Linked DNA regions of Sus scrofa: regions 1, 3, 4, 5 and 6 are each linked to region 2. A link is a contact called in public Hi-C, HiChIP or PLAC-seq and promoter capture Hi-C data. All regions are on one chromosome and are shown on one strand. The core of a region is the stretch at or near the end of the contact, and the rest is flanking DNA. Distances in the headings are between cores, read along the strand shown.

Region 1 (3,905 bases), core at 259-2,758, 180 kb after region 2:
CAAACTGCCTCCCAGCACTCCCAAGACACCACCAATCTCATTGTGCCACAATGGGAACTCCTGGGACTGTGTTTTATATTCCCCTCTCTCAGTTCATGTCCAAATGCTTAAGGGGAGGAAAAAAATGATCTCTGGAACTCCATACCCATCCTATAGGTGAGGAGAAGTAAGTTGCTAATGAGAGAAAGGGCCAGGGCTCAGTTCCAGGAAAGCTGCTGAAAACACCTGCTCTAACCACTGGCCCACACTGCCTCCCAAAGGGTAGGAAGCACCATTCTCTAGTTAACCTGTAAAGTAAAATGTGGGCCTGGGAAAGGTGAAGGCATGTTTCCGTTCCATGCAACAGGGTGCATGCAATCTACATACCATCTACAGGTCATACAATACACAATAGTTGATACAATATACAACAGGCAAAATGTGCCTGGCCCCTTTCCTTGGTCACTTGACTGGTTCAGGCCACGGCCGACAGACTGATTGCCAGTGTACTTTGTCAGATTCCCTCTACCCACCCACCCCCCGGCTCCACCATTCATTTTCCAGAACCCTCTGTTCTGTATTTGCAGTTTCAGTTCTGTATTTGTGGACACAATCTATGAAACAATTCAAAGGGGGAAAGAAATACTTTGGTGAAAGGTAGAAAAATTAACCAAAAAATGGGTTAGGCTGAAAATTCCTCTAAGGCTTGAGGATGAACATTCAAACCTAAGACGAGAAAGTCAAGGTGAGTTTGTCCATTGGGCTAAGAAGGAACAGTGTGGGAAAGTCACACGCTTGTGAGAACCAAGTCAGGCAGGCGGATAACATTCAAGGGCTGGAAAGGATGAAATAAGATATTCTGAGCACATGAGCAATGGCAGCTGGGAGAGCACTGGCCCTTTTCACTCCAGATTTTATAAACTTCAGGTAAAAGAGAGGCAGCAGTGAGAGGCGCATCCTCAGTGTGGTCCCCCCAGGCAAATCTGAGTGGCAGAGATTTTAAGTTGGGTCCATTTTACTTTAGAACTGCCCCGTGTGTGTGCCCGGGTGGCTGGGCTTGGCTTTCTCCGCCTTTGTCTTTGCCGTCTCTCCCTGTTTCCCCACAAAACCAAAGCTACTTGTTCTCCCAGCTTCACAAAGAGGAAAAAAAAAAAAAACGACTCCAAGAGGAAATCACTTCACAGCAAGTGAGCCCTGGGAAGAATTCAAGAGTGAGGAGCCCTTGTAATGAGATTAAGGGAAAAATGCTCTTGTGCCTCCAACTCAGACCCGTCCTCCGTGCGCAGAAGCAGCCAAAACAAATACCGGCATTGTTTTGGGAAGGAAAAGGTTAACAAGCTAGGAAAACAAAATCAGAGATATTTTTCAAAGCGTGACCCTGGGCAGGATGAGCAGAGAGCAGCCTGCCGTTGCAGCAGCATCTCCCCTCCTGGCTGATGTTTATCCTGCAGCTTGTGGGGGGCGGGGAGCAGCTGTGACATTCAGAGAGACCACAGGTTGCTGTCTTCTGCATGGCAGTCGGGCTGCACTCATCGGGCAGAGGCATGAAAGCCTGGGTCCAGAGGAAAAGACGCACAGCTCCTTGGCCCCTTCTTAGAAATGAGCTTAGAAAAAATTCTTTGTGGATCATGCAAAGCTTGGAACACATGCTTTCATCTACCCCTGGCCAAAGCACTAGACTGCAAATGGAAATTTGGAGGCTGTGTCCAGGCTTGGGTTTCAGGCTGGCCTTGAGGACGTGCTTCAGTTTCCTGATTCAGTCAATTAATATTTATCCGGCGCCCACTGTGTGCTGGGGCTGAGGGTCTCCTGCTGCGGATATAAAGTTGATAGACCCCCATCTTTGTCTTTAAGGGACGTACAGTCTGGTAGAGAGAACAGATGTGCGAACAGATTGTTATCCTTGTAATATGTGAAGCATATATAGCTAATATTTAATATTGATGTTTCCCAAATACAGCTGTAATGGGGATGATGCCCGTGGACATTTGACACTCAAACCGTGTTGTGTGTGAGTGTGAGTTGCGTGTGTGTGTGTGTGTGTGTGTGTGTGTGTGGCCAGATGTCCATCACCCTCTGTAGGCAGTGCCCCTGGTTCTTTAGGAGCCTGCAAGCCCACTTCCCTGCTCTCAGCAGGCTTCTGATGATGGGAGCTGCCCTCTGGAAGTCCCGTGGAGCTTCTGGGATGAAGTGTGAAGGGCTAAGATGAGGAAATAGAGGGGCTTCCTTGCCACTCTTCATCCAACAGAGATCGCCAGTGTTCAAGAGGGCCCAGACGCTCTTTGTTCAATCATGCACGCTGCTGGTGATCATGATGGGAGGTTCTGTAGACAGAATCCACAGCCCAAGACAGAGAAACTGGTGAGAGGGTCGAGGTGTCTGTAAGTGGCTTCCATGACATGGTGCCTAGTTTTCTCCAACAAGACTTAACATATTCCTTGTCACATTAAAGTCTCAGCTCTAGGAGGTCCCGTCGTGGCTCAGTGGGTTAAGAACACGACATAGTGTCTGTGAGGATGTGGGTTCGATCCCTGTCCTCGATGAGCAAGTCAAGGATCCGGTGTTGCCGCAAGCTGTGGTGTAGGTCACAGATGCAGTTTGGATCCAGTGTTCTGTGGTTGTGGCATAGACCCCAGCTGCAGCTCTGATACCATGCCTAGCCTGGAAACTTTCATATGCTGCAGCCATAAAAAGAAAAAAAAAAAAAAAGTCTCAGCTCTGTCTTGCTGAGAAGGACCCATTTGGGACTGTACAGGAAATCGCTGAACTTTGCTCAGACTGGGATGGTAAGGCTTATTCTCAACATCTCCACGATTATTTCACTTTTTTTTGTTTGTTTGTTTGGGTTTTTTTTTTTTTGTTTTTTATGGCCGTACCCGCGGCATATGAAGGTCTTAGGCTAGGGGTTAAATCGGAGCTACAGCTGCTGGCCTACACCACAGCCACAGCAACACCAGATTTGAGCTGTATGTGCAACCTACACCACAGCTGAGGGCAATGCTGGATCCTTAACCCAATGAGTGAGGCCAGAGATCAAAGTGGCATCCTCATGGATACGAGTCAGATTCATTACCACTGAGCCACAACGGGAACTCCCTTCATGATTGTTTTGTACTCAAAACTTCACAGTCCTGGCTGGCAATTTCCCAAGATCTGCATTGATGAGATTCATTTCCATGCATCAGAAAGTAGAAATATCAGAAGGCACACAGAGCCACTTGGACTCTGGGAGGAAAGGCAGTGACTTATCTAAAATCAGAGTTCCAACCCTTTCCTGGCAGCCAGGTCCTTTTCCTGGGGTTTGTAGTCATCAGCCAAGAAATGTGGTAACACATGAAAGTAGATTTGGTGTCAGGGCAGATAGAGCAATTACGCTGCTCCTTCCTTCTGCAGTCAGGGGAAAATTACCAGTAACGCACCTTGGTGCCCTCTGGTTAACTGCTGGTTAAGAGTTAGTTCTCAGGAGTTTGGTGAACCTGATGTGAAATTAACCAGGAATTTTACTGCCAGATCTGTACACAAGATTTGGAGTCTCCCTTCAGATAAAGTACCTTGTTTCAAATTCATCAGATTTCTCAAACCTAAGTTTTCCTTGATTGCATTCAGCCTGTTCTTGATTATCTGAAACATGCTCCTGGGTTACTTCCCTCCGTTTCTCCTGCCCACCCAGCCCCAGAATTTCTACTGTACTAACTATCATGGGGCTTAAACCGTGAGGCATCTTACGGGAATAAGAAGTTTGGTGTTTCTTTTTCGTTTCCTGATTAACAAAGCTTACATCTGAAATCTTAAAAGTCATACTTATTAATAAATGTCCTAAAATACTTTTCACATTTAAAATACACCAAAGGTCTCCTTGACATCTCTTCAAGGTTAACAGATGCCCCCAACTCAACATGTCTGAAACCCAGCTCCTCCCAGACCCC
Region 2 (3,908 bases), core at 926-3,425:
AGGCAGCTAGCTGGAAGTGGAACCAGTGGCTCTGGCTGTGGGAAGCACACCCTGTGCCATCTTTCAGGCACACTGGGGGTTTTGTGTGTGTGTGTGTTCAGTGGAGGCTGGCAACTTGCTGTGTCAGGAGGACACTGGGGCATCTACTTCACCTTTGCCCCATTACACAAGCACAGACTGGTCTGTGTGCTATTAGCCAAAGAGCTTCGCCAAGCCCTTGCTTAACCACCTGGCAGTGGCTAAGTGTTCTGTCCTTTTGTTCAGGTAGATTACACATCTGCCAAGTTAGGGAGCAATGTTCCGGAACCTGTTGATAGTCCAAATTTTTTAATGGAATGTCAATGGGTGGGTGGCAGGAATCCAATCTGTTGGGGTGGGGAGTGGGGGCTAGGGTGCCTGAGGAGTGAGAAGGACACTCAAGTGGACAGTCACTTTGCTCTGTCTTGGTGACCAAAAGTTCCTCCTCCAAGGGCCCTCCCAGCAGCTCCAACTCACCTCCCTCAGAATACTGTCCCCGAGATTTCAAATTTGCCCTCGCAGGACGGCATTATCAAGTGCCTGTGACTCCAGGACTCTAAGGCCTGTCTGGAAGAAAAAAGAAGCAACCTGTAGGCCCATGTGGAGATCGTGAAGGAGGGAAACTTCCCCTGAAGTGGCCCAAAGTGAAGGTGTGGTTCCCAGAGTGGAAATGTGAAGTGGAGAAAAGGACCCTTGTGACGTCGCTGAATGGAGAACTTGCTTGTGCGTCATCAACTAGAATGTCTAGGATAATCACGCCGATTGGGAGAAACCTCTGTTCCTTGCTCCTCTCTCAAAGCTGAGAGAGACCTGGGGAGAGAGGCCCCTGGGCATCACTTCTGCCTACCTGGATCCCTTAATATCCCAGGAGGCGGGAGGATGCTTCCCTGAGAGCCCAGAGGTCACCCAGCAAGGTTAGGGCCAGAAGTGTTCCCAGGGGGAGTGCCATCGTGTCTCAGAGACTTCCTTGGAAGCTATGCTTCTGCTGGCAAGAAGCAGCAGCCGAGCCATCAGAGGCAGGCAGGACTTTGCTGCCTGGAGATCAGATCTCAGTCCTCCCTTGAGGGTCTCCACGGTCAAGTCAGCAGGAGAGCAGGTGCCCTCTCTCTCGGCAGTGGCAGAAACTACAGTGGAGGTGAGACCAGACTGGCAGGGCCGCCAAAGAGCCCACGTGGATGGACCGCCCTTGAAGATCTGTGTGGGCTGTATCTGCTTCAAGTCTGCCTGAAACCCGGGGGTCCAGGAGTCTCTTCCTTATGCCCCAAGGAGCTGACAGACTCTCCAGATGGTTCCCACCTAGGGAGGGTGCCGCGAGGACTAGGCAGTGCTGCTTTATGCACTTGCCATATCCGCTTCACGGATCTGTTTAATCCATCAACTAATGTCGTTAGTGTCACCTGTCATTATGTCGGGCTCCTAGTTTACACTTTAGAAGTCCATTCTCCTTCAAACCAAATGGTTCTTTCTGGCAGACCTGCCCCACCCTATCCTCCTCACCTCCCAGGAAGTCTGGGCTCTTTTTTGCTTTGTGTTCCAAACAAATTCATGCCTCTTACTCATTCCCTTGCTCATTCACCCCTCCTCTCAAAACTTACACTAAAGAGATCTGTGTGCTGGGCCTGTGCCCTTACCAAAGTGCTGTCACCTGCTTATGACACTCCCATGCACCCCCCCCCCCATTACACACAGGAAGGTTTCTTTAGTCTTTCAGTTTCCACGTCTTAATTTCTGAATAGATTCAGATGACCTCCGCTTTTTTTGTGTGCATGTATTTTTTCAACACCAATACATTCTTCATAGGAACTCAATGCCTGCAGAGAGCAGTTCGGAGGCTCTGTTTAGAAAGCACTCCCTGTTCTGAGGTCCTCTGAGGCCCTGGCTGTGCAGATCTGAGAAGGTATGAAGGAGGAGCCACCACGTGCCAGAGGTAGAAAACCAGCGGCCCCACCTTCCCCGCGCACCCCGGGTCTGCTCCCTACCCCATCCTGCCTGCTTCCTGATGTGAAATCTGGGACAGATTTCTGCTTTTAAAGAGCTGCCTGGACAAAGAAGGCGAGTCGGGTTACTCTAGAAACCAAGCAGTCTCGCTGAGGCTACATGACAATTAAGAGCCACGTAGGGAACCGCCTGCTCTAACCAACACTCACCACGTGACTGCGGGAGCACCCGGCATGGAGTGTCCACCGCAGCCCCTGTTGAAACAATGGGGCCCACGAAAGCAATTTAAAGGGGCAATAGAAAGATAGCAGGATCAGGCTACAGCTGCTTACCTAGCCTTGGGATGCTTTTTCAAGAGAGTTCTGTGTCAACATCGGGGCAGCTGTTGCTGCCTTCGGTGAGGAGAGGAGAAACAACTGGGTGGGCAGAGGTCTGGGGGTGGGGGGGAATCATGGCACAGCAGCCCGGGCAGGGCCCCCGGATGCAGGAACAGGGCGCCGCAGCCTGCTCTCCAGGATTCTATTTCAGGCGGACTGGAGGCAAGAATGTGTTCTTTGCCACAGGAAGAATGTTCCCTCAGACAGAACTGCTAATCGGGCGAGATGAAAAGAGGAATGTACAGCCGGCGGTGGTGACCGCTGCCTTTCCAGCAGCCTTTCCCCTCCTTTCCCGAGTCACATGGAGTTTTGGCTGGCTAATTGAGACGGTGGCTGAGTCTCCACCCCCCACCCCACGCCATAGCCTTCATTTTTGAAAATGTAGGAATTTTCGGAGCTCTGTTGCACAACACTGAGCGATTTTCCAGAGCTACCCTCTGTCATCTGTCTCCTTGACATAAAGAGGGAAGGCGGAGGGAGGAAAAAGGCGAGGGGGTGGACGGGCAAAGGAGACAGAGGAAGGAAAGGAGGGGGAGAGTGGGGGAGAGAAACATCTTGCTGACGTCAAAGAAGACCACACTCCACAGGATAACATTACTTAGTACCTCGACCGCCCACTCCCTCTAATTTACTAGAAACCAAACGGCCTGTTTGGAAACCTGTAGCCTGCAGTCTGTTATTTTGTTTTGTTTTGTTTTGCTATTCTCCCTGGACCAAGAAGGCCATTAATTGCTGGCAGTTTGAAAGCTACCTGATTTCCTGAAACAGAGGGGATTTCCATGAGTAATAATTCAGCCCGCGCTGGAGCAGGGCGCTGGGGCCCGAGTAAATTGATCCAGCTGCTTGCAGGCTGATGGAAAAGTGCCCGCGGGAGGGGACCGCAGCTGCAGCTGGGGCCCGCGGCGGGCGCGGTCACGTGGCCCCGCCCGCCCCGCCCCCGGAACCGCCCCCCCCGCCCCCGGGCGCCCGCGCCCCACGTGTGCCGCCTGCTCTGCCCGCAGGCCACCGCCTTGCACCGCGCGCTGGCTTCTGAGGGTGAAGGCAATTCCCCGGCCCCTGTGGCAACCTCTTTCTTGGGAAATGCACAACACCAGGATGATGGGGGCGGCCCTGTTTCCTAAGCTCCCTCCAGAGAGTCACCCTTTTTAGTACGTTGGCTGGGTTGATTGTGCTTCCCAGAAGCCTCCCACAGTTCTGTTGTCTGGACAGCCAGGGCCTATTTACAAATAAAATCGGAGCTGGCAGAGGTAACCTGTATGTAACTTGAGGCTAAAGAAATACCATTTCCGCTACCCAGATGGTAGAGTTCAATCTGTTTTCTGGCCAAGGCCGCACAAGTTAATTTTTATCCTAGTAAAAAATAATAAACACGGCATTAGCAACTAAATGTTTATCAATTTGCAGTTCATTTCCAGCCAGATCATTTCACTCCTGCACGTTTTTACTGTTAGCTGATGCACTGGAGTGCTTTTCATGAAACCATATGTGACTATTTAAGTCCTAGCCTCTGTAGCCTTTCTACGGTGCTTTTCATCTTAATTGGATAATATTTGGCCATTTCAGCTATGGTCCTCA
Region 3 (3,626 bases), core at 623-3,122, 240 kb after region 2:
GCAATCTTATAGATCAAGAATGCAGGATAGAAAACAAAATTTATATCTAGAAGTTATTAACTTTAAGCACAAAAGTGCTACTGGGGCCTATTTTTGTGGACTGTTTCATCTTAAAAATAAGTATGATTTTGGAGTTCCCTGGTGGCTCAGTGGGTTAAGGATTAGGCTCAGGTCACTGCTGTGGGTTAGACCCCTGGCATGGGCACTTCTGCAGGGCTGAAGGTGTGGCCAAAAAAGTATGATTTTGTATAGCTAGTTGTGGTGGAAAAGGAAATACAAAGGGTAAGCAAGTTTCCTACCAGAAAAATCCAAGCTATTAAAACTACAATTAAGAAATGTAGGAGTTCCTTGGAGTTCCCGTCGTGGCGCAGTGCTTAACGAATCTGACTAGGAATCATGAGGTTTCAGGTTTGGTCCCTGGCCTTGCTCAGCGGGTTAAGGATCCAGCGTTGCTGTGAGCTGTGCTGTAGGCTGCAGACGTGGCTCAGATCCCACGTTGCTGTGGCTCTGGCATAGGCTGGCGGCTGCAGCTCTGATTTGACCCCTAGCCTGGGAGCCTCCATATGTCACTGAAGTGGCCTTAGAAAAGGCAAAAAGACAAAAAAAAAAAAAAAAAAAAAAAAAAGAAAAGAAAAGAAAAGAAAGAAAGAAAGAAAGAAATGTAGGCTTTCCTGTCGTGGCTCGGTGATTAATGAACCCAACTAGTATCCGTGAGGACACAGGTTTGATCCCTGGTCTTGCTCAGTGGGTTAAGGATCCAGCGTGCTGTGAGCTGTAGTGTGGTTGCAGACACAGCTCAGATCTGGCATTGCTGTGGCTGTGGTGTAGGCCGACAGCTACAGCTCCAATTTGACCCCTAGCCTGGGAACCTCTATATGCCGCGGGAGCGGCCCTAAAAAGACAAAAGACGAAAAATAATACATAAGTAAAACAAAATGTAAAAAGTTACTGCTTTTACTTATTTAAATGAAAGGAAATCTACAAGCAGGAGAGAAATTATAGATGAGGCAAGTTCTGAGACAGGAACTCTAATTACAGCAGGGCGAGAAGAGTCTGCTTCAGGAAATTTCTGAAAGGTTAAATAGGAAGGCTGAGGGTCAAAATCATACTGTGATGAGAATAGAGAAAATGCGTTTGCAAGGAGCTAAGCTGGGTAGTCACAAAAGGAATGACAAGTACCAAGAAGGAAACCTGAAGCCCCAAGTAAATAACAGAACCTCACCCCAAAAAAGATGCTGAGTATAGTGCACAAATATTCAGAAGGTGCGGAAAGATAAGTCAGAAGCCAAAACTCAGTTACCGCTATCGTGAAAAGGAACAACAGAACTCTTAGCAAAAATAAATGACTTTGCAGAGAGACTCACAGACAAGAGAATAGACTTGTGGTTGCCAAGGCGGAGGGGTTTAAGGGGAGGGAGAGGGATGGACTGAGAGTTTGGGGTTAGTAAATGCAAACTATTACATTTAGAATGGATAAGCAATGAGGTCCTACCGTACAGCACAGGGAACTCGCTCCAATCTCCTGGCATAGATCATATATATATAAAACTGAGTCACTTTTCTGTACAGCAGAAATTAACACATGGTTGTAAATCAACTATACTTCAATAAAATAGATTTTTAAAAAGAAACAAAAAAATTACTCTGCATGTGACTAATACTGCCTTTCTTAGGTAGCTTGGCCTGCAGAGAAAATCACTCCTATCAAGGGTTCTCAGTCCATTTAAGTGAGCCCTAATAAGTGCAAAACCCAACCATGAGGGTGAACCACTGTTATCGTTCAAGGAGTGGAAACCAACAGACAGGACACAGGGGAGTTCGTTAGGACTCTTCAACGCCGATTACAAAATACTGGGAGGAATTCTCCCGAGGACATTGAGTAATGTTTGCAAATGTGTGCAGGTCCGTGTTGACTGTCTGATCCTCTGGACCGGGAAATGCTTCTCAGCCCATCACGGCATGATTTTCTTTTTCCAAATTGAAAATGTGAATATAACTGTAACCAACTCAGAACAGGAGACAGCAGGCACGGCAGGCGAGACAAGAGATTCTGCAATTTGTATGAGAAGAAATAGAATTCAATCTAGGAATGCCTATTTACTGAGCCTCAGAGTGCACTAAGCATCAGGAGCCATAGTCACCACAGTTGATTAAAAAAAAGTATGTCTCCTGTTAATTCACACATTTCCAAGAGGTGGGTGTTGTTAGCCCTCTTTGTTAATGGGAAAAAAATGAGATTCAGAGAGGTTAATTGAACTGGAGATCTCCCGATTTCTAGTCTTAGATCCTTCCTGTGCACTTTCTGTGTTTAAATTCTGGTCCCATCCCTTCTTAGCTGAGTTAGTTGAAGAAGTTATTTAGCCTCTGTAATTGTCTGTTGTTAATGGAAATACTAATTTCTGCCACATAACATGGTTGTAGGGATTCAATGAGGGGACATATGTAAGAATGCCAGCCATGGTGCCTGGCACATAGTAGGCCCTCAGCAAAAGCTGGTGTCTCTCCTTTACTGATGCACAGTGGTGAAGGGAGCAGACTATCCAGCCAGGGTGGCACAACACAGCAGCAACAGCAGAGTGATGCCCCAGTGAGGTGCAAGATGGCCTGCCAGCTGCCCTCTGGGGTCCTATATGGGTACTCAGGCTCAGTAGGGGCTTGCTGTGTGGGTCTGGGAGGCACAGGAACTGGGGCAGAGCCCCTAAGGAGGAAAGGGGTTTATGTGGGTGGAGAGATGGGCAAGGGTTGAGCAGGCAGAGAACAAGGCACTGAAGCAGGAAGATGGGGTGGAGGGAGGGGAGTGTTTGTGAAGGACCCAGGGGGGCTCCTGACCAGCAGGCTGAACAGTGAGCTAAGGCTGGGAAGGGGAGGAGAGGGAAGTCGGAGGTGGCGGAGGCTCCCAGTGGGCAACTTCCACTCAAGGATTTCAACCCATTCCTATAAGAGAAGGGTTACTCGTAAAGGCCTGTCAACTTGGAGTATCCATTATTAAAATTAATTTATGCCAGTGTGTAAACTGGACTGTCAAGGAAAAGGTGAAAAAACAGGGAATTTTTATTATTTTATTTTTATTTATTTACTTGATCTTTTTAGGGCCACATCTGCGGCGTATGGCAGTTCCCAGGTTAGGGGTTGAATTAGAGCTGCGGCTGAGGCCTACACCACAGCCAGAGCAACAGTGGATCTATGTCGCATTTGAGACCTACACTATAGTGTGCAGCAACACTGGCTACTTAACCCACTGAGTGGGGCCAGGAATCGAACCCACATCTTCATGGCTATTAGTCACATTCTTAACTGGCTGAGCCTCAGTGGGAACTCCCTGAATTTTTACATTTTATACACACACAGCCCTTTTTATTACAAAACATATATAGTCTACTTAACCCCACTTTAAAGGGCTTGGGCATTATTTTGACTCTTGCAATCAATTAAAAAGGTTTAAAACAGCTGTGTTTTTACTTTTCTGACATATTATGGTCATATCTAGAATTCATGTGATGTTAAATCAAGAATAAAACTTTTAATTACATCGCTGTTCCTATGGTAAAATATAATCTATTTCAAGGCAATTCACTTTGTCATAAACTTTCCTTGAATAAAACTTGATAAAAAGCAGAGACCCACTG
Region 4 (3,386 bases), core at 227-2,726, 150 kb after region 2:
TCATCTCTGGATTTTAGCCAAGAGAGGCCTGATCAGACATCTATCCTACAGAGTAGTAAAGTGATGAAAGTGTGTTGTTTGGGAGTTCCTGCTGTGGCTCAGAGGGTTAAGGATCTGGCGTTGTCACTGCTGTGGCTTGGGTTGCAGCTGTAGCTCAGATTCCATCCCTGCCTGGGAACTTCTGCATGCCATGAGTGCAGCCAAAAAAAAAAAAAAAAAAAAAAGGTGTTGAAGTGGCTGAGTTTTTGGTAATTTGTTACAGCAGTGGCAGGAGACAATCCACGGGCTTGTCCTTTTTGTGTCCCATGCATTGCCTCTGTGACAGATCCCAGATGCTTCAAATTGCCTGCGCTTGGCCTGGACACCCCACACACACACGCACACACTCCCAGTCCTCTCAGGCTGCCATTCTGAGCATGCACGTCCTGATAAACCACCCCCACCCCCAAGATTCCGTGATGCTCCCAGCAGTCTGACCTCTTCTGGAGCTGCTTGTTACAACTTGGGGATCTTCTTCCACTGGCAAAATCCTGAGGTTCCCTTAGGATCAGGAGGCGGCTGGCCTCTGTGACAAGAGAAATACTATGTCATGGTTGGGATGCTTTTGTGGACTAAAGAGGCCAAAGGCTGGGCTTGCACTTCCCGAATGACTCCACCTCTTTAAGAAAACTGTCAAGAACAACAAAAACATCAGAGCAAAATGGATTCTTGCAGGAATCTACTGCCTATCACCCGCCAGCGGTCTCAGAGGCTGCTGTTCTGGAAAAGACTTCCCTCTCAGAGGAAGCGGAAGTCTCCCGCTTTGGCTACTCCCTCCCACCACCCCCCATCCTCAAAAGCTCTGAGTGCCCCTTTCTGGGGCTCCGTTACCAAACAAGGTTAGGATTTATAACTTCTTTCATGGCAGCCCTTGGCTCATTTCCACCAAGTCCTTCTTTCCTAAAAAAATCTTTCACCCAAAGTCATTTCAGTTCAATTCCGTGTCTTTATTTTTCCCTCTTCCTTGTTCTTTTGGCCTTTGGAGTAAAGGAGTCAGAACACTGCCCGCAGCTAAAGACTTGGGTTAGAAGTCGTGCTGGCAGGGAGCGTACTTCTTTATTTCTTTGTTGTCCACGGAGCCGCAGGGCTGGGTCCCCAGCAAGTCGCCTGAGGACATCTCAGGGCCCCATCTGCCTGCCCCCACCACCCCTACCCACCACCGGGCCCTGATGGTTGTGGCTGCTTTTTTTTTTTTTTTTTTAATTTTGGTTGGTTTTGTGAAATCGCTAGCTCTCTGCTCCTCAGACTTGGCTTGCTAGCAGAAAAGCAAAACCAGGGCAAAAAGAACAAAGAGACGCTGGCAGAAGGCTGGGCTACACTTGGCCAGGCTACTGCAGGCCAAGGGCCTGAAGATGCATCTGAACACTCCTCCCCGCCTCAGGGTTTAAAATACCCACACTTCCTGCTCCTCAGAGAGGGTATGCATAGAATGCTCGTGACTCACCAGCGGTGGTTTTCAAATGTGTCTGTCATAAGGACGCAGCATCAAAAGCCCATCCTGTTTCAGATGTTATTTTTTCCACTCTCAGCTATGCAGCGCTAGAAAAGCTGAATGCCCGAGACCGGGGTTTGTTTTGAGTGCAGAAAGTGAAGGACGATTTCATTGTACTGCAGCAAGTCAAAACCCAACTCTTCAGGGGAAGAAAGAAAAAAGGAAAAAAAGAAAAAAAAAAAAAAAAAAAAAAAGAGAGAGAGAAAAAACAACCCACGTGTAAACAGTGTGGAGATTGAGTTTCAAAGCCCTTGTTTTTGAAAAGTTTAATTATATTTCAACTAAAGCCAAACTGTCAAAACATGTGCCTGCTTTGAAAACGCATTAGCCGTCTTATGTAAAAGCCCATAATTGATGTCCAGAGGAAACCGGAGCTGTGCGGTGGGGGACCACTCAGAAAAGCCCCCGCTGCTGCACTTCCCTGTCGACCACGTGCAATCCTAGACCTCGGCTCCTGAAGTGGGACATCGGAGAGGAGAACAAAAGGGGAAGCCCGAAATACCCTAAAGGGGAGGGTTTAAAATGTCAGGCCTGGTTTCTGGACCCCGAGGCCCAGCACGCTCTTAGTGATCACTTCCATAAGGGGAAGCCCGATAGGGAGCCTCAGAGTCCTGGCGACCGATTAGAAACATCAGCAGCTCTTCCTCCTGAGAACCTTCTTCCTCCTGCCCGGCCCTCGGGCCTGAGGGTCGCCTGGGGGCTGCTCTGTTCTGTGCTGACCCCTCCTATCTGCCTGGTTTTCTGGTCATTTCCCTTCTTCCAGATGCTGCTTACTTCCTCCAGAAGAGGACCTGGGAGGGTGGAGACTGAGCCCACTCTCCTCCGCTGATCTTCTAGAACTTTCTAGTCTCCAGTGCAGAGATTCGGACTTTTCTGCTTGTGATGTCTGTGAGTTCTCTTTGGAAACCATTCTCAAAGTTAACGGGGAGCTAAGTGAGGAGGAGGGCTATGAGCCATGTGAGGCAAGCGGGGCTTACGGAGAGCGCAGGCGTCCACGCGGACCCTCAAAGCGGAGGTACCAAAGGGCTGGGGACGACTGGCCCAAGACTTGGGTTCCCAAAGTTGGCCAGCATCCTTCCTTCTTCTTTGGTCAAGTCACTGGCCTCTTCGAAGACCAGGCTTGTCCTCAAGACTCATCTCTGTCCTTTTTCCCTTGGTGGCTCAAACAAGCCTAGGTACATATGATGTGGAGGCCTTTAGGATGTTTAAGGATTCTTATTTTTTCCATCATAGCTGGTTTACAGCGTTCTGTCAGTTTTCTACTGCACAGCAAGGTGACCCCATCACACATACATGTATACATTCTTTTTCTCACATTATCATGCTCCATCATAAGTGACTAGATAGAGTTCCCAGGGCTATACGGCGGAGGCCTTTAGATTTGAGAACGCTCTCTTCTTTATCCTGTGACACAAGGGCGGTCTTCCCTCACTCCCCCCTGGTTTTGCTGATCTCTCCCGAATGGGACACATTCCACACAACCCACTCGTGGGGAGAGTGGACTTTGGGGTTTGTGGTCTGGGACTCTCTGGGGACCTCAGAAGAGCTGCCAGATAAAATACGGGACATGGAGTTAGATGTGAATTTCAGATCCACCAAAAAAAAAAAAAAAATCACTCTTGGAATGCCAATATGTCCTACACGTTATTTTCTTTAAAAGTACGGCCCATGCAATATGTAGGACATTTTACACTCAAGTTATGCTCTGTGTATCCGAGGATCACATTTAACTGGGTGTCCTTTGTTCTTATTTGCTAAATCCGGCACCCTCCCAGAGGCCCCTGTGTTCTAAATGGACATGGGCTCTGCAAGTCACAGGAGGGAGCGGGTTCTGATTGGGATCAGAGCCCGGTGG
Region 5 (3,719 bases), core at 317-2,816, 230 kb after region 2:
TTTTCACTGAGTAATTATTATTTTTCAACTGTAAGTTGAGTTCTTCTCCTCATCTTATTCCTATTAAATTCACTCTGGCAAAGTGTGCCAGGTCAATACAAATAACCTTTAAAGGCACAGCCCAGCTCTCAAGAGATGAAGAGTGACTGGTACTCAGCGCTTTGTAAAGACTTGCTTGGATAATCTTTTTTGTTGTTTTTATGGTCACGTCTCAGTATATGGAAGTTCCCAGGCCAGGGACTGAATCTGAGCTGCAGCTGCAACTTACGCTACAGCTTCAGCAATGTTGGATCCTTTAACCCACTGTGCCACAGTGGGAACTCCTTGCCTTGATAATCTGAGATCTCTCTTTCTCTCTCTCTCACGCCCCTCTCACACACACACACACACACACACACACACGGTCCTAGGAGCAGTGGTGTGTTTATTGCTTGATGGCACTACCACCTTGCCCAGCTTCTCATCCATCCTGCAAGCCCTCCCTCAGCCTCTGAAAATGAAGGGTTGCGGCCCTTTAAAGGATGCTCTGCCACCTGACCCCTCGCCAGCCCCTCCCCCAGACCTCCTGCTCCCTGCCATCATTTCCACTATTTTGAACTTTCAATGCTGTCTACTTGTTGGCTCCTTTCCCATGTCCTTGGAACATGCCAAGGACATCCTGCTCTAAAAAACCCCTCTCAAATGACTGCTCCATGTCATGCCTTCCCTTCACCATCAAGCTCGTTTTTGAAGAAGGGTACCTTCATGGCCTCAAGGTCCCCTCCTCCACCTGTTTCCCTGCCTCTGAGATTCAGCGTCTGCACCCACCCCGCCTCCCCAATACATGGCTCTCTCATACTCAGAGCCGCTCTTGGGACATGCAGGATCCCTATGTTTTGGCCTTGGGACCTGCCAATCACCTTCTGTGGTGACCGTCTACACTCCTGGCGGATGACCCCCAGATGCAGTCTCCAGTCTTGATCCGGATCCTGGGGTACAGAGGCTGTATTTCCAGTGACTCCCTAACCAGTCTATTGGGTCACCCCGTGAAAACCTTGACACTCAACTTGCCCCAGAGGGACCAGCCCCTTCCTTCTCCAGCCTGCCCCTCCCCTAGTCTGCTGGTTTATGTTACCAGGCGCCTTGCCAGGCCGCCTCCAGGCTAGAACCTCAGGATTATTTTAGATGCTTCCTTCTCCTTCCTGCCTCATAATCAGTTGCCTCCTAATCATCTCCTAAATCTGCTATCTCTTGTCATCCTGCCCCTGATCTTTGCAGTCTAGCTGACCCATCTACAAGCTTAGTCCTGGCCTCACCCCCGCCCCCCCCAAGCTGTGAGTAGTAGCAATTTTAGGCAAGAGCCCCAGCTTCCGCTTCACTGGTCTCAGCTCTCTGCTTCCTGATTTCTGCTTTGTGTACCCCCCCACCAACACCAGCCCCTGCCGCCCCCACTTGAGTTTTCCATTTCTGGCCACTCAGGCTCCCCTGGTTTTAGATTTCCAGGTGCTTTTCCACAGTGACTCTCCACCTGGCTTCTACTTCTGGTGTGAGGTATCAAGTCACACCTACTGTCGCCTGGGTAACATCTTGGTCCATTTCTCCTCCTGTGGAGCCTACCAGCCAAGCCGGCCTTGGGTCTCTCACCTCTGTGCTGTCACAGTAACGTTATTCTCTGCATGCCTGTTCTTTCACTGGACTGTAAGTCCCCTTGAGGACAAGAAGGGGCCATTATTTCCTTGCCTCTGAGTTTCGTTCCAGGCACAGCGTAGGATTAGGAAAATGGAAAGAATGTGGTATATACAGGAAACATTTAAGAATGATTCAAGGCAATCCATGTCCTGGAGAAGGACAGGGAGGGAGGGGCTGCTGTGGACTGAGTCAGTCTAGGAAGCTGGATCCCAAGCTGAATGCAGACATTGTAATTATATGCCCTAAAAACAGGAAAGTGCTGCTTACGCTGATGAAGTCTATCTTTGAACTCCGCCCAGTGCCCTGAATTCTCCACTTACTCTGTTACCTTTTCTTAACCCAGCTGGGATGACTAGGGCCTGTAAGGCCAAGAAGGCTGTCATGAGAGGTGTGGCCCAGCCAATAAGGGGCCAGAGGCCAGCAGCTTCCTGCGTGTTAGCGCCAGGAGTGTGGGAGGCCGTCTTCTGTTTACTTGGGGACCTTGGGACCTTGGGGCTTCGCTTGGCCCCAGAGGAGCTCAGAAGTGTGCATCACTCCTCTGAAGACACATCCAGGGAGTGTTTGATTGTGACTTCTCCCTAGAGCCGGCCTCCAGCCAAATGTGAATAGCCCTTGTAGAATCCTGGCTGGTGCTCAAGGCCTTCTTGGGTTTTTCCAAAGAAGTGTCCTGGGCCTTCTCATTGGTTTCTCCATTTACTGTTTCCTGTCATGCTATCATGTGATTGGAAGTGCTGTCCTTAAGGCTGTGTCCCTTTGGTACCATGAGCTCAAGCTCTGCTCCCGCCTAGCCTCACCCCTAGCCAATCCCTTTGGCTGAAAGATCCCTGGACTTCCCTGCAGCATCAGCCTGGACTGCGGTTTTCCCTAAGACCCTCTGCTAAGCTGTGCATTACAGGTCGGGGAGGGCCCTGTTTGGATCTGGCTCATTCTGAAGGAACTCCGGCCCTTAAGAAGGAGGGGGGGTCATGCTGGCCATCTTCTCAGTTGAGTTTTGGCAGCCTGGCCCTTCTTCATCACCAGTCCCTTCTTCCTTTGGACCACTCCACTTGCCCAGCTGCTGCAAGTCCCAGATGTTCCAGAAGAGCTGCTAGGAGCTGAGAGTTTGTGTGGGCAGAGAGACACGGGCCAATCCCACCACAAGCAGTCTAAAAAAATGGTGCCCAAGGGAAAGCATGTCTTGACTTTGGCCCTCTTCCACATGGGTCTGTCCCCTCAAAGATGCGTGTGCCCCCTGGATTTCACTGAATTCTTAAGCTTGCCGCAGAGGTATTTATAGCCCAAGAAAGTTGCTCAATGGTCTTATTCATGGCCTGCATGCAAGCTCTCACGAAACCCTCTGCTGGATTCCTTGGTTCCTGGAAAGCCTGGGTGAATTTCACGCAAAAATCATTTGAGCATATAGTCGCATATTAACGTGCGTGTTCAGAAGCCAAAATCCAAGTCGTAATAGGGTTGCTCACACTTTGGGATTTCCAAACCTAAAAGAAGGCTCTTTAAAAAGAAAGAAAGAGGGAGTTCCCTAGCAGCCTAGTGGTTAAGGATGTAGAGTTGTCACTGCTGTGGCTCAGGTTCGATCCCTGGCCAGGAAACTTCTGCATGCCATGGGCCAGACCAAAAAACCAACCAACAAATAAATAAAAAGGAAGAAAGAAAAAAAAAAACAATGAGACAAACACATAAATAACAGAAAACATTCTAAGATTCTCAAAAGCTTCTGTGTCTATATTCAATGCATATCCAGGTAAGTGCTTTCTTTCCTTGCCTGACCCAACCTTGTCTTCAGCAATAGACAGATTAGATGGAGAGAGAGATCCAAAGGGAAAAAAAAAAAAATCGCAGTCTTGCTCTCCTTAGAGTAGTTCATCACGTTATGGAGAACAGCCCAGCTTTTTCACATATACTGAACTTGCTAGGTGATGGCTTGGAATTTGTACCCTCTCAGTTGATACAGTCACCAATCACCCTGAGTGAATCCTGGAGACATCAGTCCCTTGGCAAATGTTCCGGGGATAATGCAATTCATTAATGTGCCACTGGGCCGGCTGCTATGT
Region 6 (3,699 bases), core at 9-2,508, 200 kb after region 2:
GAAATCTTTTAAGAGGCATCTCAGAGCAAATTCTTTTCTGGATTTCTGGTGACTTCTCAAGGACTACCTAAAATAGAAATTCACCTTCTACTAGGTGAATTTAAGTTCAAGTTCAACTAGGATGTCTTGGGGTTTGCTTCTTTTGCAGCTTTAAGGCAAAGAGGTAGCTTTGACACTTTTCAGCCCCTTGCACGTTCTTCAGCAGAGAAGCCCTGGGGATACAGACTCTCTAGATTTGGAGTGATCCCATTTATGTCAGGAAAGGCCATCCTCCCACTGGACGAGTGTCATCATACAGATGGGGCTCCGGGATTTCACAAAATCATTCTTTTCCTGCCCAAATGGAGTGATGGTGCTCTGGACTGACTTGGGGAGGTGGGCACTGAGCTGGGGTCTGGTGGCATCACAGACAGGGCCCTCCAGTCCCTGGCAGGTTTGTGAAAGGGGACACTGCTTTCCAAATACTTTCGTTGGGCCCCTTGAGTTTCAACTCAACCACTTTCTCTCTTGACACATGCCCCTCAGCCCAGTCCTGCTCAGCTTGTTGGACTCACCTTCAGGGGTGGGGAAAGCTTCCTTTCCTCTCTAAAACGCTGCAGTTGAGACTGTCATGGGTAAGCAGATCATGATGGCGATTGGCTCTGATTTGCAGCTTTGAAATGGGATTTTGTGTGGTTTTCTGTTCCCAGGTCTCTCCAACCACCCCCACCCTCCCAGCTCTGGGAGATTTAAAACAACCAATTGGACATAGACTTTTCAGAAACTGAACAAATGTTGGCAGCCAACCACCAGAAAAGGATTCGATCCTGAGCTGCATCATTTTGGATCAGGGGTTTGGAAATTAGATTCTCGCCCATTGACTTCAGATGGACAGTCGCGCCATCCAATGCATTTAACTTGGCAGGGATTCTGCGTTGTGACCTTGCCCTCATTTATTTCTGCAGTGCCCAGAGAAAGCGGGAGCAGCCCCGAGAAGGCCGAAGAAGATGCATTTGTATGAATTTCAATAAGCTGTGGGTGCAGAGGTGGCAAGGGCGGCTTGGCATTTCATGAGGTCCGTGAGAAGGTGCCTTTCAGCTCTGAGCAGCCCCAGCTTTCTTGTGCTGAACCTGCAGCTAACTGGAGTCTCAGGCCTGCCGGGACACTGCGGGTTAAAATCACTCCCATGAATGTGCTGGCTGGCCTCGGAGCAAGCGGGGATAGTGGGTTGGCTCATGTTTTGCATTAACTCGTTGGCTTTTTTTCCACTGCAGCCTCACATTCTCTGATAAACTTGAGTTGCTAGGAAAGCTTTATGTAACACCCACTGGCCTCGGCTCCTCAGAGCAGCAAGTGTTCTGTTTCCAGAATTCCCCATAAACCTGGCAGCACATCAAAACCTCTGTTTCATAACAGACCAGAAATAGGATTTTCTAATAACATTCTGAGCACTGGACGGATGGTGCAGGGGTCTGGACTTTGATAAATCATTAATAGTTCACTAAACAGAGACCCCCATGATGCCCAGCCTGCTACCTCTGGGGCAACGGTGGGAGGTAGGGTCGGAAGAAGCCTGCGGTCTCTACATCCATGATCTGTTGGCTAGTGACCTGTGGTCCCTTGCAGAGAATTTGCTAAATAATCTCAAACATATTGAGGATCTTACTCATGTTTAAAAAAAAAAAGAGAAGGTGGGGGGGGACTACCTTCCTCCTGCTCCTTCCTTCATTCATGAAGAATGTGGTTTCCTTTTATTTTGTTGCCAGGCAGGCTGACAGTTACAGATTTAACCCCCAGCTTTCCCCTGGGAGAGGGCAGAACTCTCTTCAATGGACACACCTAGTGTGGGGATTCAAGGATCCTCGTGCAGTAGACGAATGGCACATTTAAGCCTCAACCCCGTGGGTCATGGGCTGACGAGACAAAGAAGCGGGGTGGCCCCGCCCTCCCCCTGACACCCATGTGTTGCCACCCCTCCCAGTCCGGTCCTGGTTTAGATTATGACAAGGGATGGGAGTTCCCTCCAAAGGGCCATTTGCAGCCTATTTAGATGTCACTCGGGAAAATTCTTCCCGGAGGTCCCAACTACATCTCCTTTTGTTCCACTGTATCTGTCCGTGCCTTCCTTCCCGCTCTGCCCTCCATGCACTGTCAGCATGTGGACATCATTGCTGAACAAAAGAAGCTCCAGGTATGGCAGGACTGTTGAGACTCACCTTTGGGGAGAAGTCAGTGTGACTCATGGCACAGCTGCCTCCAGCCCTGAGGATGCTGCTCTGTGGACACCCTGCATCCTGGGCTGCATCCCCACCACCTCCCTCTGAGCCTCCCAGGGTCAGCTGTCTGGATTCATCTCAACCACTCAGGGGAGCCTGGGCTGACGGCCCCTTCCCTGAGCTCCTCACTATCCGTTCTGGTATGTTTCCCTGTGTTAAGCTTACTTGTCATCTTTCTCTCCCAGATCCCACCAAACAATCCCTGCATTGTTCACCTTCTCATTTGGGACTCTCGGGCCCCCAGAAGTACTAACTCCGGGGTTCCCAGGATAACCCTCCCCAGGTTCTTTCCTCCACTGCCACTGACATAATTTCTCTGGTCTCTCTGGTGTTTGCAGCTCTTTCCCATTTGGTTTCATCAGTGTCTCAATGACCTGTTATTTACCCTTTCTTCTGGGTCATTAGTAAACATAATCAAAAAAATGCTCCTCCGCCATCCGGCTGTCCCTGTGCTAAGCAGGGCCCTAGGGAAGGCCACCCATGTCCCCTGGACCCACCCAACAGCCCTCATCCTAAAACAGCGCCTCGGAAATGGCAGTCGGGCGGCGGGGTGGGCTTTCCTTCCCAGGCTGAGATTTCATATCCCCATGATCCATTTAGTGTCTGGACACCTGGTTGCTATGGAGATGGTTGTCATAAAAGCACACTGATCTGTGGAGAGATATAAAACCGAGCCTGCGGTACACGATCATCGGGCGCATCAGTTCAGAGAAATGGCGGGCTGCTTATCACTCCTCTTTGTTGACACAGGGCCTCTTCCTTTCAAACGCATCCTGGGTGACCTTCTCAGAACGAGGCCAACGCCAATCCATTTCGGTTAATATTTCGTAAGGGACAATCAAGGGCTTCACCAAATGCCAGATGCCCCGGTCTTCCTGTCCCAAGCTGAGTCAGCCCAGAGGAAGAGGACGTTCTTCTCTGGCACAGCTTGTTCTTTGCTGACTGTCATCGATCCACCAGCACAAGAGAGCAGGCAGAGTGAAAACACTGTCCCCAAGGACGCTTCAGATCAGGTGGCTGGGATGAGTAACAGGTGTGAGCAGGGGAGACCTTGCATGCACTGCCCAGTCTGGAGACGCAGAAACTGGAGGGACCCCCAGAGACCGATCCAGGAGGTAACCCTGTGTCTGTCACCTGCCAGCTTTGGACAGAGTGATTCAGCAAGACACACACACAAGGTGTGTAGGGCCGTCCGCTAACCACCATCACCTCCTTCATTTGACTTCTCAAAGCACACTTTTGTTGTTCACTAGCTTAAGGTTAATTTCTCCCTTGGTCTGGTCTATGTGCAGAAACCACTAAGGCATTTCCCTCCTCTTGCTTGGCTGTGCAGCTCTGGCAGGTGCAATTCACAAAGCATAGCTAGAGTCCACCTGAGATTTGCTTGGAATGGGGACTGAAAGAATGAGCTGGTGTCCTGATTTTTAGCTCTGCCACCTGGGAG

Evidence for each region. Promoter capture Hi-C pulls out the DNA fragments that hold promoters and counts their contacts. A called contact is a pair of places that touch in the nucleus more often than the background predicts. HiChIP or PLAC-seq counts read pairs in DNA pulled down with a chosen protein or histone mark.
Region 1: an H3K27ac HiChIP or PLAC-seq map of skeletal muscle shows a contact between it and region 2. The contact joins two enhancer-like sites. A contact is called at or near these places in 2 of 5 promoter capture datasets (fetal skeletal muscle and liver), 2 of 47 Hi-C or Micro-C datasets (alveolar macrophages and embryonic fibroblasts) and 2 of 2 datasets of contacts at active chromatin or transcription factors (alveolar macrophages and skeletal muscle).
Region 3: a Hi-C map of liver shows a contact between it and region 2, with 1.8 times the contacts expected there. The contact joins two enhancer-like sites. A contact is called at or near these places in 5 of 47 Hi-C or Micro-C datasets (fetal liver, liver and skeletal muscle) and 2 of 2 datasets of contacts at active chromatin or transcription factors (alveolar macrophages and skeletal muscle).
Region 4: an H3K27ac HiChIP or PLAC-seq map of alveolar macrophages shows a contact between it and region 2, with 4 times the contacts expected there. The contact joins two enhancer-like sites. A contact is called at or near these places in 5 of 47 Hi-C or Micro-C datasets (blood, embryonic fibroblasts and retroperitoneal adipose tissue) and 2 of 2 datasets of contacts at active chromatin or transcription factors (alveolar macrophages and skeletal muscle).
Region 5: an H3K27ac HiChIP or PLAC-seq map of alveolar macrophages shows a contact between it and region 2. The contact joins two enhancer-like sites. A contact is called at or near these places in 2 of 2 datasets of contacts at active chromatin or transcription factors (alveolar macrophages and skeletal muscle).
Region 6: a promoter capture Hi-C map of liver shows a contact between it and region 2, with 10 times the contacts expected there. The contact joins two enhancer-like sites. A contact is called at or near these places in 4 of 5 promoter capture datasets (fetal liver, fetal skeletal muscle and liver), 24 of 47 Hi-C or Micro-C datasets (alveolar macrophages, blood, brain and 12 more) and 2 of 2 datasets of contacts at active chromatin or transcription factors (alveolar macrophages and skeletal muscle).

What each region holds. Positions count from the first base shown.
Region 1 is chr14:56,432,098-56,436,002 of Sscrofa11.1, forward strand. No RefSeq gene overlaps it. Among named protein-coding and RNA genes, the nearest start is that of IRF2BP2, 110 kb to the right of the region's middle. Within about 2 kb of position 1,509, at least 37 of the 83 cell types and tissues checked have an H3K27ac peak or open chromatin away from gene starts, as enhancers often do. A contact at or near this core is called in fetal skeletal muscle and skeletal muscle, where this site is marked.
Region 2 is chr14:56,248,351-56,252,258 of Sscrofa11.1, forward strand. No RefSeq gene overlaps it. Among named protein-coding and RNA genes, the nearest start is that of TOMM20, 140 kb to the left of the region's middle. Within about 2 kb of position 2,176, at least 69 of the 83 cell types and tissues checked have an H3K27ac peak or open chromatin away from gene starts, as enhancers often do. A contact at or near this core is called in alveolar macrophages, embryonic fibroblasts, fetal liver and 7 more, where this site is marked.
Region 3 is chr14:56,490,744-56,494,369 of Sscrofa11.1, forward strand. The region is part of intron 4 of LOC102158473 (a long non-coding RNA gene); the gene reads right to left. Among named protein-coding and RNA genes, the nearest start is that of IRF2BP2, 53 kb to the right of the region's middle. Within about 2 kb of position 1,873, at least 4 of the 83 cell types and tissues checked have an H3K27ac peak or open chromatin away from gene starts, as enhancers often do. A contact at or near this core is called in fetal liver and liver, where this site is marked.
Region 4 is chr14:56,401,200-56,404,585 of Sscrofa11.1, forward strand. It overlaps LOC106505999 (a long non-coding RNA gene), which reads right to left. Exons shown (of 3, transcript XR_002338582.1): 1 at 1,484-3,386; 2 at 478-565. Among named protein-coding and RNA genes, the nearest start is that of IRF2BP2, 140 kb to the right of the region's middle. Within about 2 kb of position 1,477, at least 53 of the 83 cell types and tissues checked have an H3K27ac peak or open chromatin away from gene starts, as enhancers often do. A contact at or near this core is called in alveolar macrophages, embryonic fibroblasts, retroperitoneal adipose tissue and 1 more, where this site is marked.
Region 5 is chr14:56,474,000-56,477,718 of Sscrofa11.1, forward strand. The region is part of intron 5 of LOC102158473 (a long non-coding RNA gene); the gene reads right to left. Among named protein-coding and RNA genes, the nearest start is that of IRF2BP2, 70 kb to the right of the region's middle. Within about 2 kb of position 1,567, at least 27 of the 83 cell types and tissues checked have an H3K27ac peak or open chromatin away from gene starts, as enhancers often do. A contact at or near this core is called in alveolar macrophages and skeletal muscle, where this site is marked.
Region 6 is chr14:56,454,188-56,457,886 of Sscrofa11.1, forward strand. No RefSeq gene overlaps it. Among named protein-coding and RNA genes, the nearest start is that of IRF2BP2, 90 kb to the right of the region's middle. Within about 2 kb of position 1,259, at least 35 of the 83 cell types and tissues checked have an H3K27ac peak or open chromatin away from gene starts, as enhancers often do. A contact at or near this core is called in embryonic fibroblasts, fetal liver, fetal skeletal muscle and 5 more, where this site is marked.